2 separate regions of the Sus scrofa genome follow, and region 2 is linked to region 1. A link is a contact called in public HiChIP or PLAC-seq data. All regions are on one chromosome and are shown on one strand. Each heading gives the region's core, a stretch centred on a gene start, on an enhancer-like site or on the middle of the called end of the contact. The rest is flanking DNA. Distances are from core to core; before and after follow the strand shown. Region 1 holds the start of SLC25A19 (solute carrier family 25 member 19). Region 2 holds the start of NUP85 (nuclear pore complex protein Nup85).

Evidence for each region. HiChIP or PLAC-seq counts read pairs in DNA pulled down with a chosen protein or histone mark.
Region 2: a contact with region 1 is called in an H3K27ac HiChIP or PLAC-seq map of alveolar macrophages. The contact joins the promoter of NUP85 here to the promoter of SLC25A19 in region 1. A contact is called at or near these places in 2 of 47 Hi-C or Micro-C datasets (embryonic fibroblasts and liver) and 2 of 2 datasets of contacts at active chromatin or transcription factors (alveolar macrophages and skeletal muscle).

Annotation. Positions count from the first base shown.
Region 1 is chr12:6,030,233-6,038,101 of Sscrofa11.1, forward strand. It overlaps SLC25A19 (solute carrier family 25 member 19), which reads left to right and starts at 3,429. Exons shown (of 8, transcript NM_001164514.1): 1 at 3,429-3,504; 2 at 3,976-4,029; 3 at 6,021-6,190; 4 at 6,571-6,726. The coding sequence starts at 6,059. It overlaps LOC102165522 (a long non-coding RNA gene), which reads right to left and starts at 3,414. Exons shown (of 3, transcript XR_002336994.1): 1 at 3,313-3,414.
Region 2 is chr12:6,099,060-6,106,928 of Sscrofa11.1, forward strand. NUP85 (nuclear pore complex protein Nup85) reads right to left here and starts at 4,913. Exons shown (of 19, transcript XM_003131211.6): 1 at 4,532-4,913; 2 at 2,472-2,565. The coding sequence starts at 4,564.

The DNA.
Region 1 (7,869 bases), core at 2,179-4,678:
CGTCTTTTGTTTTTTGTTGTTGTTGTTGTTGCTACCTCTTGGTTCTTGGGCCGCTCCCGCGGCATATGGAGGTTCCCAGGCTAGGGGTTGAATCGGAGCTGTAGCCACTGGCCTACGCCAGAGCCACAGCAACGCGGGATCCGAGCCGCGTCTGCAACCTACACCACAGCTCAAGGCAACGCCGGATCGTTAACCCACTGAGAAAGGGCAGGGACCGAACCCGCAACCTCATGGTTCCTAGTCGGATTCGTTAACCACTGCGCCACGACGGGAACTCCAACTGTAACATTTCTATTGGAAAACACAGGAGAAAAATCTTTATGACCCTTAATTAGGCAAGGATTCTTAGGTATGATACCAAAAATATGATGCATAAAAGGAAAAAAAATCAATAGATTAGACTTCATTAAAATTAAGATCTTAGGGGTTCACATCCCAAGGGGAAACAAGTACGACTAGCATCCATGAGGACACAGGTTTGATCCCTGGCCTCGATCAGTGGGTGAAGGATCCCACGTTGCTGTGGCCGTGGTGTAGGCCAGCAGCTACAGCTCTGATTCGACCCCTAGTCTGGGAACCTCCATATGCCACAGGTGTGGCCCTAAAAGACAAAAAAGTTAAAAAAAAAAAAGTAAATAAATAAAATTAAGAACTTGGAGTTCCTGCTGTGGCACAGTGGGTTAAGAATCCAGACACAGTGGCTCAGATCATGGGGGAGGCTCGGCTTGGATCCACGGATTGGCGCAGTGGGTTAAAGGATCCGGCGTTACTGCAGCCGCAGCATAGGTTGAAGCTTTGGCTGGGATTCAGTCCCTGACCTGGGAACTTCTGCATGCGGCGGATGGGGCCAACAAAAGCGTAACATTTATAGGTCAATCAGGGAAATGTAAACACTAATTTGATATTTGATAATATTAGGAAGTTATTGTTTTGGGAGGTGGGTGACAGTTTGGTGGATGTATTTTTTTTTTTTTTTGTCTTTTGTCTTTTTGGTTTTTGTTGTTGTTATTGTTGCTATTTCTTGGGCCGCTCCCGCGGCATATGGAGGTTCCCAGGCTAGGGGTTGAATCGGAGCTGTAGCCACCGGCCTACGCCAGAGCCACAGCAACGCGGGATCCGAGCCGCGTCTGCAACCTACACCACAGCTCACGGCAACGCCGGATCGTTAACCCACTGAGCAAGGGCAGGGACCGAACCCGCAACCTCATGGTTCCTAGTCGGATTCGTTAACCACTGCGCCACGACGGGAACTCCAGGTGGATGTATTTTTAAAAAGGGAACACTCACCTTTCTTTTTTGAGAGTTGCAATGTTTATTTCAGATTTGTTTTTGTTTGTTTGTTTGTTTGTTTGTTTTTGGCCAGACAGCAGCGACCAGAACCACAGCAGCGAGAACACAGGAATCTTGACCCGCTAGACCATCACTTGTCTTTTAAAGATAAGCTTCTAACACTTGTCTTTTAAAGATACATTTTGAGGTGTTCCCCCTGGTGGTGCAGCCTGTTAAGGATCCAGTATCATCACTGCTGTGGCTTAGGTTGCTACTGTGGCATAGGTTTGATCCCCAGGTCTGGGAACTTAAAAATGCTGCAGGAGAGAATCCCCCCCCCCAAGAAAAAGATACATTTTGAGATGCTTACTGGTAAAAATCACATGATATCTGGCATTTACTTAAAAATAATGTTGGGGGTGATATAAGGGGGAAGAACAAATCTGTCTCCATATTGGATCTGTTTCTTCTACTTTATCCTTTGTATACTAGTGCATTTGCTACAAGTTAATCACTAAAGGGACGTTACCTCTAAGCTTAAATTATACAAGATCCCTATCTCTGGGAACTCTGTCTCCCACGAAATGAGAGTTAAGCTAAGATAGCTTTGTTGGAAGTTCCTGTTGTGACTCACTGGTAACGAGCCCAACTAGTATCCATGAGGATGCGGGTTCGATCCTCGCTCGGTGGCTTAAGGATCCAGTGTTTCCAGGAGCTGTGGTGTAGGTCACAGACGAGGCTTGGATCCTGAGCTGCTGTGGCTATGGCGTAGGCTGGCAGCTGAAGCTCTGAGTCGACCCCTAGTCTGGGAACTTCCATATGCCATGGGTGCGGCCCTAAAAGCCAAAAAAAGAAAAAAGAAAAAATTGCTTTGTTCAGCTCCCAGGAAACCTCCTGACCAGGCCCATCTGTGTGACTGCAGGAAAGAATAAATTAACACATCCCTTCTGAGGCTGACTGGAACCAGGAACTGTGTGACTCCCTCATAAAAGAAGCCGGAATTCTAACCCAGGCCAGACAGTTCTTTGGGACAAGAGTCCACCATCTTCTCAGTCTGCTGGCATTCTCAATAAAGTCATTATTCCTTGCCCCCAAAACTCCTCTTTCATTTTTTTTTTTTTTAATTTTCCTCTTCCAATTTATTGGCTTGTCCTGCAGTGAGGCCAATAAATTGAGTCTGGACTCCGCACCAGTGGCACATAGCTGCTGGTATAGAGGAAATGAGACTGACCAAGGGTTGGTTAATTGCTGAAGTTCAGTAATGACTATATGGTGGCTCATTGAGCTGGTCTCTCTACTACTGCATATGCATGAAAAGATTTTAAATTGTGCAATAAAGGAGATCCTGCAGTGCCAAAAGGTGTTAAGAATCCAGTGTTGCCACAGCTGAGATTTAGGTCACAGCTGAGGTTCGGATTCGATCCCTGGTCCGGGAACTTCCGTAGGCCACAGGACAAAAGAAAAAAAAAATTAAAAATAGATATTGTGCGTCAAAATGATTGCACTAATGTAAAAAACAATTTATTTAAAAATCAGGAAGAAATACTGTCCTGCAAAACGCTGATGCTATTTGCGTAAGAAAGGTAGGATGAGTCATTTCCCCTTTATTTCTACATTTTCTGTAATATGTCTATGTATTTTTATTTTCCTAAGGGCAAACAAAACCTCTGTATTTTTGCCGTCCCCATCTTGGACTTAAAAACTCATCTATTCCCTCCTCCATGGCCTCCAGGCTTTGATTAAGCTTCCCGCCATCTTTTCCAAGTTTAGATTATCCGGATTCTGGAACTACGACGGTTTTGAGGAAAGGAGGTCAAGTCCAGAACGCCCTAAACTTCCGCCGGCCAGCAGGCTGATCTAAAGCGCGGGCCACTTTGCACCGCGACCTCCAAGTACGCAGTCTGGCTTGGGACCCGCCTCCTTCCAACGCGTGGGTTATATTTGCGCACGCGTGCGCCGAGGGACTACATCTCCCAGGAGGCTCTGCGCCTCGCGGGGTAAGGGGGCGGTGAAAACAACCTTGGTAGCGAAGGACTACATTACCCAGAGGTAACTTGAGAGGCGTTGGTCCAGGGGCGGCTTGCAACCATTGGTTCAGCGTCTGTCGGAAGCTGCGCGGTGATTGGTCCCGAAGCCCGTCGGTTCCTGCCAAGAGCAGTTAAATTTTGCTGTTAGCGTGCGCGAGAAGGGAGGGAGAGAAGAGCGCGGAGAGTTCTGCCGCGCCCTCTGAGCTGGGTGAGTGACCTTTACCTCCTCCCTCCTGGCACTTTTCTCGGGGACCTGCACCGTCGCTCCCCTGCTCCCCGGGAGGGGCCCACACGCGCAAGTACTCACGCGGGGGCTGGGACTGTACCCACACGTGTCACGTCTGACGTGAGAAGCATCTTCAGGGACGCAGGGAGCAAAATCCTGGACACGCCCCGGGCACTTCTACACGCGGGAGCCCACCTCGCGGGTGTCTTCTCTGACTCGGAGAGAAAAAACACGCTCAAAGGCACACGTGGACATCTGTGTCCACACGTGGGCACATCTGCAGAGACTCTCAGCTGAGCCCAGGGGCACACACGCTCACCGCGGGAGACCTGCATAGCTGCTGCAGTAGTAAAAGGGGAGTGGCTAAGGGAGACACCAGCGGCTCCCTATCTTCTGAATACTGAATTGTATCATACATGTAATCATATTTCATTTTTTATCTTGTCTCTTCAGATTAAATATCAAGGCTTTTTGGTACAAGAAGGAAATTTTGAACCCGCAGAAAAAGTAAGGCCACTACTGAATTGTGATTTACAAGCCCTTTCACGTGTAAAAAAATTTTACCTTTCTTACAGAGCTTATCACACATGATATCTTGGATGTTCCTTCCAGGAATCTGGCTAGGCAGGGCCACCATCATTACCATTTTCCAGAAGAAAATGAAACCTGCTAGGGGTCCAATCTGAGATATAGCCACGGGCCTACACCACAGTCACAGCAACGCAGGATCTGAGCCGAGTCTGTGACCTACACCTCAGCTCAAAGCAATGGCAGATCTTTAACCCACTGAGCAAGGTCGGGGATTGAACCTTTGTCCTCATGGATGCTGGTCAGATTTGTCTCTGCTGAGTCATGAAGGGAACTCCCTTCTTTTTTTTTCTTATAAAGTAGTTTTCTATTTATTTATTTATTCTTAGGACCACACCCATAGCATATAGAGGTTCCCAGGCTAGAGGTCAAATTGGAACTGCAGCTGTGAATCTACACCACAGCTCACAGCAATGTGGGATCCTTAACCCACTGAGTGAGGCCAGGGATCGAACCCGCATCCTCATGGATCCTAGTAGGATTCTTAATCCACTGAGCCACAGCAGGAACTCCCTGAACTCAGGCTTCTTGATTTGAGGTGTAAGATTATGTCCAGCTATACAGAACGCCTACTTATAGAAATGCCCCCTTCTTGACAGCAGGGAACCAGCACTGCTCAGCGTGACCTTTGAGGGTGTGCAGAGAAGTTAGCGAGGAATGGGCACATTCCTGGCAAGGGTGGGGAGGTTTCATACCATTAGACTTTTTTGGGGTGGCGAGGGGGGGCTATACCTGCTGCGTATGGAGGTTCCAGGCTAGAGATTGAATTGGAGCTGCAGCTGCTGGCCTTCGCCTCAGCCACAGCAATGTCAGATCCGAGCCGCATCTTCGACCTACACCACAGCTCACGGCAACACTGGATCCTTTGACACACTGAGCAAGGCCAGGGATTGAACCTGCATCCCCATGGATACTAGTCAGATTCTTAACCCATTAAGCCACTGTGGGAATTCCGCCACTAGACTTTAATAAGACATTATTTTAAAGTACTTTGCTGATAGAGCCCCGTGGAAATGTCTGGTCAATTTCAAGGATGGATTGGAGTACTACTTTGGTACTTTCAGAAATATTCGGGTTTGGGGCTGAGGGACTGGTACAGACAGAGTTCCAGGGAGAGTGAGCGGAGAAAAAGAAACAACAGTGGGGCGAAGGTGTCCCTGTGTGGGCCCTGACTTCCCTGTTACTAGAGGTGGTCAAAAAAACTAGGTTATTCTGAGGTCCCTTCTGAAATTTTTTTTTGACCACGCCCAGAGCATTCAGAAGTTCCCAACCCAGGGATCAAACCTGTACTACGGCAGCGACCTGAGCCACAGCAGTGACAACACCAGATCATTAAGTGCTAGGCCATCAGGGAACTCCTGATCTAGTCTTTTTTTTTTTTTTTTCTTTTTAGGGCCGTACCTGGGGTGTATGGAAGTTCCCAGGCTAGGGATCCAATCAAGGCCTATGCTACAGCCACAGCAACGTGGGGTCCAAGCCTCATCTGTGACCTGAACCACAGCTTGCAGCAACGCTAGATCCTTAACCCACTGAGTGAGGCCAGGGATCGAACCCATGTCCTCATGGATACTAGTCAGATTTGTTACTATTGAGCCACAATGGGAACTCCAAATGTCTGTTATGTAAATGTTGTAAAGAAGAGTAAAGCAGGATAAGCAGAGTAAAGGGGTGGATAAGGGCGTTGCTCGCTGTGGGCTGTGGGCTGGTCGGGGATGGGGGGGTTGCTCGCTGTGGGCTGTGGGCTGGTTGGGGATGGGGGGGTTGCTCGCTGTGGGCTGGTCGGGGGTGGGGGCGTTGCTCGCTGTGGGCTGTGGGCTGGTCGGGGGTGGGGGCGTTGCTCTGAGGAGTGATGGTTGAGCAGACACCCTAAGAACTTGCTCTGGTATTGACTCCGAGTCTCTTGCGTTTAGCTTGAAGCTGATGGACGTTGTGTGGTCCAGGGGCAGGGATGGTGGGCTATGACCCCAGAGCAGATGGCAGGAATATCTCCAATCTCGAGGTGGCAGTGGCTGGATCTGTCTCTGGACTTGTCACTCGGGCGATGATCAGCCCCTTGGACGTCATCAAGATCCGTTTCCAGGTAACCTTCTCCCCCCTGTTCCGTGTAACGGGCTGCAGGACCAGTTCACTCTTTTTGGCCAAAGCAGTTCCTAGAGCTTGGAATTTTGTTAGGAAGAGGCCCTTTGTTACCCTCTCTGAAATTCTTTCTTTCCTTTTTCTTTTTTGGCTGCCCCACAGCATATGGAGTTCCTGGGCCAGGGATCAGATCTGAGCCACCGTCACAACCTGAGCTGCAGCTGCGGCAACACCGGATCCTTAACCCGCTGTGCCGGGCCAGGGATCAGCCTGTGCCCCCGCGCTCCAGAGATGCCCCTGATCCCATCGCGCCACAGGGGGAACATCTGACATTCTTTCTTCTCACCCCACTGCAGTTCTGACTACTTCAGTTTTGATTCCCAGCTTCAGATTGAGCGCCTGTCTCGCAGTGACCCCAATGCAAAATACCACGGGATCCTACAGGCCGGGAGACAGATTTTGCAAGAGGAGGGCCCAACGGCGTTCTGGAAAGGACACATCCCAGCCCAGCTTCTCTCCATAGGCTATGGAGCTGTCCAAGTAGGTGGCAGGGGAACCAGCCAGGCCCCTGGGGTCACATTGAGCAATGGGGGAGCCCAGGATGATGATAGGGCCTGCAGAGGCACTGCCCGAGGTAGGGCAGCAGGAGGCAGGCAGCACATTTCTCACTGATCTTGGCCAGAAAGCTACCTGACAAATGAAGACAGAGTCACACTGAGCTCTGGCTCCCCCACTTTTGTCTCCCCACCCTGGGGACTTAACGACCCCTGAATATGAGGTGAGACAAGTCAGAGACTGTCTTGATGCCAGGGCCCTGGAGGGCTTGGCAAATGGCCGTGCAAATGCTCTTCCTTTTTCAAAATAGCGTTTTCACCTCTGTGCTTCCTTCGAGCTGTCCAGCAGCCCTGTGAGGAAGGTGAAATAGGCATTTATATGAGTCACAGAGAGGTTAGGTGAGCTGCCCAAAGCCGCACAGCCTCTAGGTGGTGAGGCTGGGATTAGGATTTAGGCTTCTTTTCTTTTTTGGGGGGCCTTACTGCATATGGAAGTTCCTGGGTTAGGAGGTGAATCTGAGCTGCAACTGCTGGTGTACATCACAACAGCCATGGCAATGCCAGGTCTGAGCCGCATCTGCAACCTGTGCCACAGCTCATGGCAACACCGGATCCTTTTGGGGGGGTGCAAAGGAGAAAAAATAGCTTTATTGCTTTGCCAGGCAAAGGAGGGTCACAGCGGGCTAATACCTCAAAGACTGTGCCCCGCTTAGGAGAGACTGGGAGGTGGTTTGAGTCTGGGGAGTGAAAAATAGGACTGCAGATAAGGATCAGGGGAGAGGCAAGCTTGTATTGTTTTCCAAGCTGGGGTTCAGGGGTTGGGTGGTCTTCTGTTGAGGTTCAGGTTCTTCATGCCTCTGTGCAGAAGGAATTTAGCAAGAGACGAAGTGGAAGGCAAGAAATCGATTTTTTAATTTAATTTTTATTTTTTTGCTTTTTCAGGCTATGGCATATGGAGGTTCCCAGGCTAGGGGTCTAATCAGAGCTGCAGGTGCCAGCCTACACCACAGCCACAGCAACGTGGGATCCAAGCCTCGTCTGCAACCTACACCACAGCTCACGGCAACGCAGGATCCTTAACCCACTGAGTGAGGCCAGGGATCAAACCTGCAACCTCATGGTTCCTAGT
Region 2 (7,869 bases), core at 3,663-6,162, 70 kb after region 1:
AAGAGATTTTCGATACCAACACGGCCCATAAATATTTAGCAACATTGGGGAAAATTTTTAACTATAACATCCAGAAAAATTACATTGCTTAAAAATTGTATGAAGAGCTCCCATCGCACAGTCGTTAACGAATCCGACTAGGAAGCATTAGGTTGCGGGTTCGATCCCTGGCCTTGCTCAGTGGGTTAACGATCCGGCGTTGCCATAAGCTGTGGTATAGGCTGCAGACAGGGCTCAGATCCTGCGTTGCTGTGGCTCTGGTGTAGGCTGGTGGCTACAGCTCCGATTAGACCCCTAGCCTGGGAACCTCCATATGCCGCAGGAAGCGGCCCTAGAAAAGGCAAAGAGACAAAAAAAAGACAAAAAAAAAAATTATATGAGGAGTTCCCGTTGTGGCTCAGCCAGTTAAGAACCCAACTAGTGGAGTTCCCTCTGTGGCTCAGTGGTAACAAACCTGACTGATACCCATGAGGATGCGGGTTTGATTCTTGGATTCACTCAGTGGATTAAGGATCTGGCATTCCTTGGAGCTGCACATAGGTCTCAGATTCAGCGTGGATCTGATATTGCTGTGGCTGTGGTATATAGACAAGCAGCTGCAGCTCCAATCTGACCCCTAGCCTGGGAACTTCCATATGCCATGGGTGTGCCCTAAAAAGAAAAAAAATTATATGAGTTGAATACCATGTAATTTGACAAAATTATATGACCTTCATTAGCTCAATGCACTCCTTGTAAAAGAGGAAAACCTCCACATTTGGATAAAGAACACGCCAAAGATTTGCAATAAAAAAAAAAAAAAAAAAAAAAACACCTCTTCAACATTTTCTGAGATTTCTCTCTTGAAAAAAAGAAAGCAAAATCAAGTATCAAGATTTCAGCTTGGGGAGTTCCCGTCATGGCTCAGTGGATAAAGAACTCAACTAGTAACCATGAGGTGGCGGGTTCAATCCCTGGCCTCTCTCAGTGGGTTGGGGATCTGGCTTTGCCATGAGCTATAGTGTAGGCTACAGATGCTGCTCAGATCTGGCATTGCTGTGGCTGTGGTGTAGGCCAGCAGCCACAGCTACAATTGGACCCCTAGCCTAGGAACCTCCATACACCGTGAGTGCAGCCCTAAAAAGACAAAAAAAAGATTTCAGCTTGGGGAGTTGCCAGTGTAGCTCAGCAGAAATGAATCCAACTAATATTGAAGAGGATGAGGGTTTGATCCCTGGCCCCAATCAGTGGGTTAAGGATCTGGCTTTGCCACAAGCTGCACAGCTGGTCACAGACAGGGCTCAGAACTGGCGTTTCTATGGCTGTAGCATAGGTTGGCAGGTGCAGCTCCAATTCAACCCATAGCCTGAGAACTTACATATGCCAGACCTGTGACCCTTAAAAAAAAAGATTTCAGCTTTATCTTGCTAGAAGTAATCTGTACAGGAAAGAAAAGATCCATATCTGATGCTTGATGGAGCTTAGAAAACAAAGCCAAGGAAAAGGCATTTTGCTCTCTAGCTCATTTGCGTTATTTACAGCCTACAGAATTTAATCAAGTTCACAATGATATTATAGGTAAAGGCCATGACATTTGCAATGTTTTTCTTTCTTCTTTTTTTTTAGGGCCACATCCGTGGCATATGGAGGTTCCCAGGCTAGGGGTCAAATAAGAACTGTAGCCGCTGGCCTACGCCACAGACACATCAACACCAGATCCGAGCTGTGTCTGCGACCTACACCACAGCTCACAGCAACGCCAGATCCGAGCACAGCCAGGGATCAAACAGGCCTCCTCATGGATGCCAGTCATATTCATCTCCACTGAGCCACGACGGGAACTCCCGAAAAGGTTCACAATGAGGCGATTGCTACAAGAATTCAATTGCCCTGGACAGGAGAAAAAAAGCTTAAAGTTTTGCTTTTTGTTTTTCTTTTTGGCCAGAAGGCACTTGGAAGTTCCTGGACCAGGGGTCGAACCTGTGCCATAGCTGTAACCAGAGTCAAAGCAATGACAGCACCAGATCCTTAACCCATGAGGGAACTCTGCTTGAAATTCTTAAATATAAAGAAAACCTTTCTTAAAGTTCCTGTCATGGCACAGTAGAAACGAATCAGACTAGGAACCATGAGGTTTTGGTTCGAACCCTGGCCTCACTCATGAGCTGTGGTGTAGGCCGGCAGCTGTAGCTGCAATTAGACTCCTAGCCTGGGAATCTCCACAGGAGTGGCCCTAAAAAGCCAAAAAAACAAAAACAAAAAAAAAACCTTTCTTTAGGAAAACCATTGTTAATTTTTTTTTCCCCAGACTCAACATGTGCCAAGTATCATAAGTAAATGAAAATCCTAAGCAGCTAAAAATTTTCAAAAATGAAAATGACATAAAGTAAGTTCAACTGTTTTGTATCTCAGCTAGTCAAATCTGAGAGAAGAAAAAAAAAAATGTTCCCCAATGGATAATCTAAAACAAAAAAAAAATTTTTTTTAAATACCTTTTTTGTTGAAAGAGGTTTCACATACCAGCATCTCCCCTGGACCCCAGTCAAAACACATTTGCTTCTTCTGGGAATTCACTCCTGGAATCAACTAGTAAAAGAAAATAATAAGGAACAAAAACTGTTATTCTTTCTTAATGTTTTGCCTTCAACTGACTTGTAAATCTAACCCTAGAAATCAAGGGTCATGAGAGTTATTAAGTATAACCAATGAACACACCTGAATGTGGTTGAGATCAGCCCACTCTGTTAGACCCTAAATGAGCTCCTGAGTTTTGCTAGCCATCTCAACACAAATGTTGATAAAAAGGAAAGCTACTCCCTAATCAATTATTATGATTTAATGGAGCTCCCGTCGTGGCTCAGTGGTTAACGAATCCCACTAGGAACCATGAGGTTGTGCGTTCGATCCCTAGCTTTGCTCAGTGGGTTAAGGATCTGGCATTGCCGTCAGCTGTGGTGTAGGTTGCAGATGCGGCTTGGATCCCACGTTGCTGTGTCTCTGGCATAGGCCGGCGGCTACAGCTCCAATTCGACCCCTAGCCTGGGAACCTCCATATGCATCGGGAGCAGCCCAAGAAATGGCAAAAAGACGAAAAAAAAAATTATTATGATTTAATGATCTCTAGTTGAGAAAAAGGGAAATTAACAAACTTAAAAGGAATTGAGGAGTTCCTGCTGTGGAGGTCCCGCTCAGTTGGGTTAAGGATCCCGTATTGCTACAAGCTGCAGCACAAGTCCCAGATGAAGCTCGGATCCAGTGTTGTGTGACTGTGGCACAGCATGGGCCTCAGGTACAGCTCTGATTCGACCCCTGGCCCAGGAACTTCCATATGCCACAAGTGCAGTCATAAAACGAAATTTTTTAAATTTTCACTTATATATATACATACACATATATATCTATACATAAAGCTAACCCTCTAGCGAGCAACAAACCATGTTAACTGCTATTTAAGATTTCATGTCTCCTTCCCAATGTGGCTCAGGAAAATGAACCCGACTGACATCGTGAGGATGTGGGTTTGATCCCTGACCTTGTTCAATGGGTTAAAGATCAGCGTTGCCTCAAGCTATGGTATAGGCTGCAGACACAGATGCAGCTCAGATCTGGTGTAGCTGTGGCTTGGACCAGCAGCTGTAGCTCTGATAGGACCCCTTGCCTGAAGTTGAGAACTTCCATATGAAGCACCTGCAGCCCTTAAAAGAAAACTGTCTCTTTTTGTCCAGTTAGCTTTAAAATGACATCTATTTTGTGGTTTTGTCAGACAGTGCATTGCAAGCTTTTTGCTGAAAGCTGAAGGCACCTCCACTTTCTAAAAAGCAAAAACACAAGGTCAAGCAAATTGCAGTTTAGTGGGGCTTACAAGCTACCAAGAGCTAAGAGATGCAGAACAAGCTTAAACGTACAAAACTATCTGACCTAGTTAGGGAGGTCAAGTGAGGCTTTTCTGACAAAGAATGCAGGAGCTTATATATAGGAAGAGGAAAAAAAAAAAAAAAAAAAAAAAAACAACGGGTAGGATATAACTCTAACGGAGAAAAGAGCATCCCAGCAAAAAGGGAGAACGGTAATAACTCCTGTCTAATAGCCCTGAATCTCTTTGTAAAACATCACAAATCATCCACATCTGACATAGTCTTTTGAGAGTTCAAACAGAATTGGAAAACAAACACAGCAATAAGAACAGGAATAGTCTCCGGAGAGAATAAATACGTTTAATAAACCTTGGGCCAGCTGAAGCAGAAACCGGGCACTGTGATGGGAAACCTACTTCGGTTGGGAGACAAAAAGGCTCCAGTTCCTCTGCTTAGTTCGAACCTGCTCGTTAAAGGCATGGAGCGGGGCCTCCAGGACCACGTACTCGGAATATACAAAGGGGCAGAAACCCAGCGACCACCGCAACCCAAACTCGGGCAGCTTCGCGATGTGACTTCCGGACGGTGGCAATTAATCTGAGGGAAGGGGACGAGCGCCTTGCAGGCGGCCGAGAAGTGGACAACCCTGCAGTGACGAAACCGCTGAAGGCAAACAATACTTTCGGGGGCGCCCTTACAGTGACTGTCGGCTCCCCATCGAGCTCCTCCATTGCGCCGCACCACAGCCGCCTGGATCTCTCAGGGCCGCAAATGTTCGCGGCTCGGGCCTCCCGCTCAGAACCCGCTGCGAGAAAGGACCCCCTCCGAGCGCCTCCTGCTCTGCCTGCAGGCCCAATCCCCCAGCGCTGCAGGGGCCTTTCCTCTTGGCCGCGACCACCCCTGTGCAGCACTATACACGTGTCCCTCCTTCCTGGCCTCGACAGCACGACAGGGAAAATAGCGCCAGGGTCAGTCTACCCTCCAAGTACCGTTCTCTCCAGATCAGGCGCCGCCGTGGACGACCCCAAGCCGGGCCGGAGAGAAGACCCCGGGAGCCCGCGGGAGCGGCGGTGCTGCGGCCGCGCATGCGCGGGCTGAGACCAGCGCTCGGCGTGCTTCTGACGAGCACGAGCCCACGGCCTCTCCCGAGCCTGGCTTTCCGCTGCTGCTTGGTCTGCGGGTTAGCGCCGTCGCGGTTGCTCCTCTGAGCCGTGTTCATGGCAGGCGAGCACAGTTGGTCCATCCGGCTTGTGTACGAAGGCAGTCGCCGCCACTTCCACAGCAAAATCCTCAAGAGGCGTGGGCACAAAATTGAAACAGCTGAAATCGAGACCGCCGAGCTTAATTGAACACAAATGTTGGTTTGTTATCTCACCAAAGAAAAGCAGGAAGAAACACTCAGAGGAGCCCAGATCTTGTTATGGGAAACCTCAAAAGTGCTCCAGTAACCTAAAAGAGTTATTTTGTAAATGCCATGTATACAAGTACATACACATACAAGGAATAGTACTGGTTCTAAATTCCCAAATAAGCGAGTTTTTTAACGAAGGTAATAAGAAATTTGAAGATAAACCTTCGAAAACAGTGCTTGAAAATGTAGCACTTTTTATTATCTAGGAAAGAAATTCGATCTGAAAACAAGACAAATTTTCAGTATTTTACTTGGGGAAGCACTTCTTGAGTTGATTCTGAACAACCTATTCGAATGGTGGAAATAAGATGTCTTGGGATAAGATATCTGTTAGGAAAACAGTCACCCAGTAGCTGGTCTTTTAAGATACACCCTGTTAAAGAAAGGATGAAAAATCTTGTGGCAATTACAGTTTTATCCAAATCCTTCTGAAGGCAGCCATCCATAGGATGAAATTCAAAGTTGTTTTGCACAAACTCCAAACTGATCTGCCATCTATGTCTTGCTGCTTTTTCTAAATGTCTCGGGGTTTCACTGATGTTTCTGACACTATTAGTGTGGCTATGAGAAATTATGCATTCATGTCCTTTTTCTTTTTTTGCCACACCTGACGTTTGTGAAAGTTCTCCAGCCAGGGATCAAACCCGTGCCACAGGTGCGGCCAACACCGGATTCATAACCCACTGTGCCACATGGGAACTTCTTCACATCCATATTTAGCGGGTAAAAAGAGGCTTAGTATTTTCCAAATGTAAAATAAATATTCAGTAGCAGCAGTTCCAGTCATGACTCAGTGGTTAACAGATCCGACTAGGAACCATGAGGTTGTGGGTTCGATCCCTGGCCTTGCTCAGTGGGTTAAGGATCCGGCGTTGCTGTGAGCTGTGGTGTAGGTTGCAGGCGCAGCTCAGATCCCACACTGCTGTGGCTGTGTTGTAGGCCGGCAGCTACAGCTCTGATTCGACTCCTAGCCTGGGAACCTCCATATGCCAAGGGAGCGGCCCAAGAAATGGCAAAAAGACAAAAAAAAAAAAAAAAAAACTTGTAGTCCCTCTCAGACATCAAGAATGGGGTTTCAATGAAGTAATTTATTCTTTTTTTTTAACATAATCCTACAGGAATATGTTTGAAAAGATAAATAATCAGCATACAAATCTTTTTGTCTTCGCTATCCTCCGTTAGCGAGCTTCTCCTCCTCCCTCTCCTCCCTAGAATGATTGGTAGAACTCTGGAATTCCTCTATCTAGTCTGGAAAGCCCGCCAATTATGGAGGCCATGCTTTAACTTGAGGCAAATCAGAACTTAAGAAGACAATAAATTATTTCTGGACTCAAATAAAAATCCCCTAAAACAAAACACACCTGTTGCGCAGGAGTCATACCAGAAATCACTTTGCCAATCCAAAGTCAAACTTAGAATCTAACACAACGTTGTAAATAAACTATACTTTAATCAAGATTTTTTTATTAAAAAAAAGAGAAAAAAAATCCAAAACTTAGAATCATTCTCAGGCCTAGTCGGATGCAGCCAACTGAGCTCAAGATGTGCCCTACATTTAAGTTCCTGTCATGGCTCAGTGGAAATGAATTGATTAGCATCCATGAGGACGAAGGTTCAATCCCTGGCCTTGATTAGTGGGTTAAGGCTCCCGTGTTACCATGATCTGTGGTGTAGGTTGCGGGCGCGACTCGGACCCAGCATTTTTTCGGCGGTGGTGTAGGCCCCAGTTACAGCTCCAATTCAACCCCTAGCCTAGGAAGTTCCATATGCTGTGGGTACGGCCCTAAAAAGAAAAGAAAAAAAAAAAATTCCCTATGTTAAAGTGTTAAGCAAATGCATTTAATACATCCTAGTAAAACCAATGGTCTCTAGCCTACAGAGAAATAAATACATAATCATTTCAACAGACATAATTATTTTGGAAAATAAAAGAGAAATTTATCAAGAACCATACAAATATTTATACCCTTTGACCCAATAGGTCCTCTCTTGAAAATTTACTTCAAATAATTTCAAAACACAGGAGGGGAGTTCCTGTTGTGTTTCAGCCGTAATGAACCTGATTTGTATCCCTGAGGATTCAGGTTCAATCCCTGACCCCACTCAGTGGGTTAAGGATCCGACGTCGTTGAGAGCTGTGGTGTAAGTCGCATACGTGGCTCAGATCTGAGTTTCTGTGCCTGTGGCATAGGCCAGTGCAGCTATGAATTGGTACAGCTCCAATTCAACCCCTAGCCTGGGAACTTCCATATGCCGAACCTGCAGCTCTAAAAAGAAAACAACAACAACAAAAAGGCGTTCCCTGTTGTGGCACAGCGGAAAGCAATCTGACTAGGATGTGTGAGGACAAAGGTTTGATCCCTGGCCTCTCTCAGTGGGTTAATGACCTGACCTTGCCCTGAGCTGTGGTGTAGGCTGGCAGCTGTAGCTCCTATTCAACCCCTAGCCTGGGAACCTCCATATACCGGGTGCAGCCCTAAGAAGCAAAAAAAATAAAAAAAAATTAAAAATTTCTCAACCTCCATATTACTGATATTTGGGCCACATAATTCTGTGTTATGAAAGCTGTCCTGTGCAGTGCAAGATGTTCAGCAGAATCTAGGAACCTAGATGCCAACAGTACTC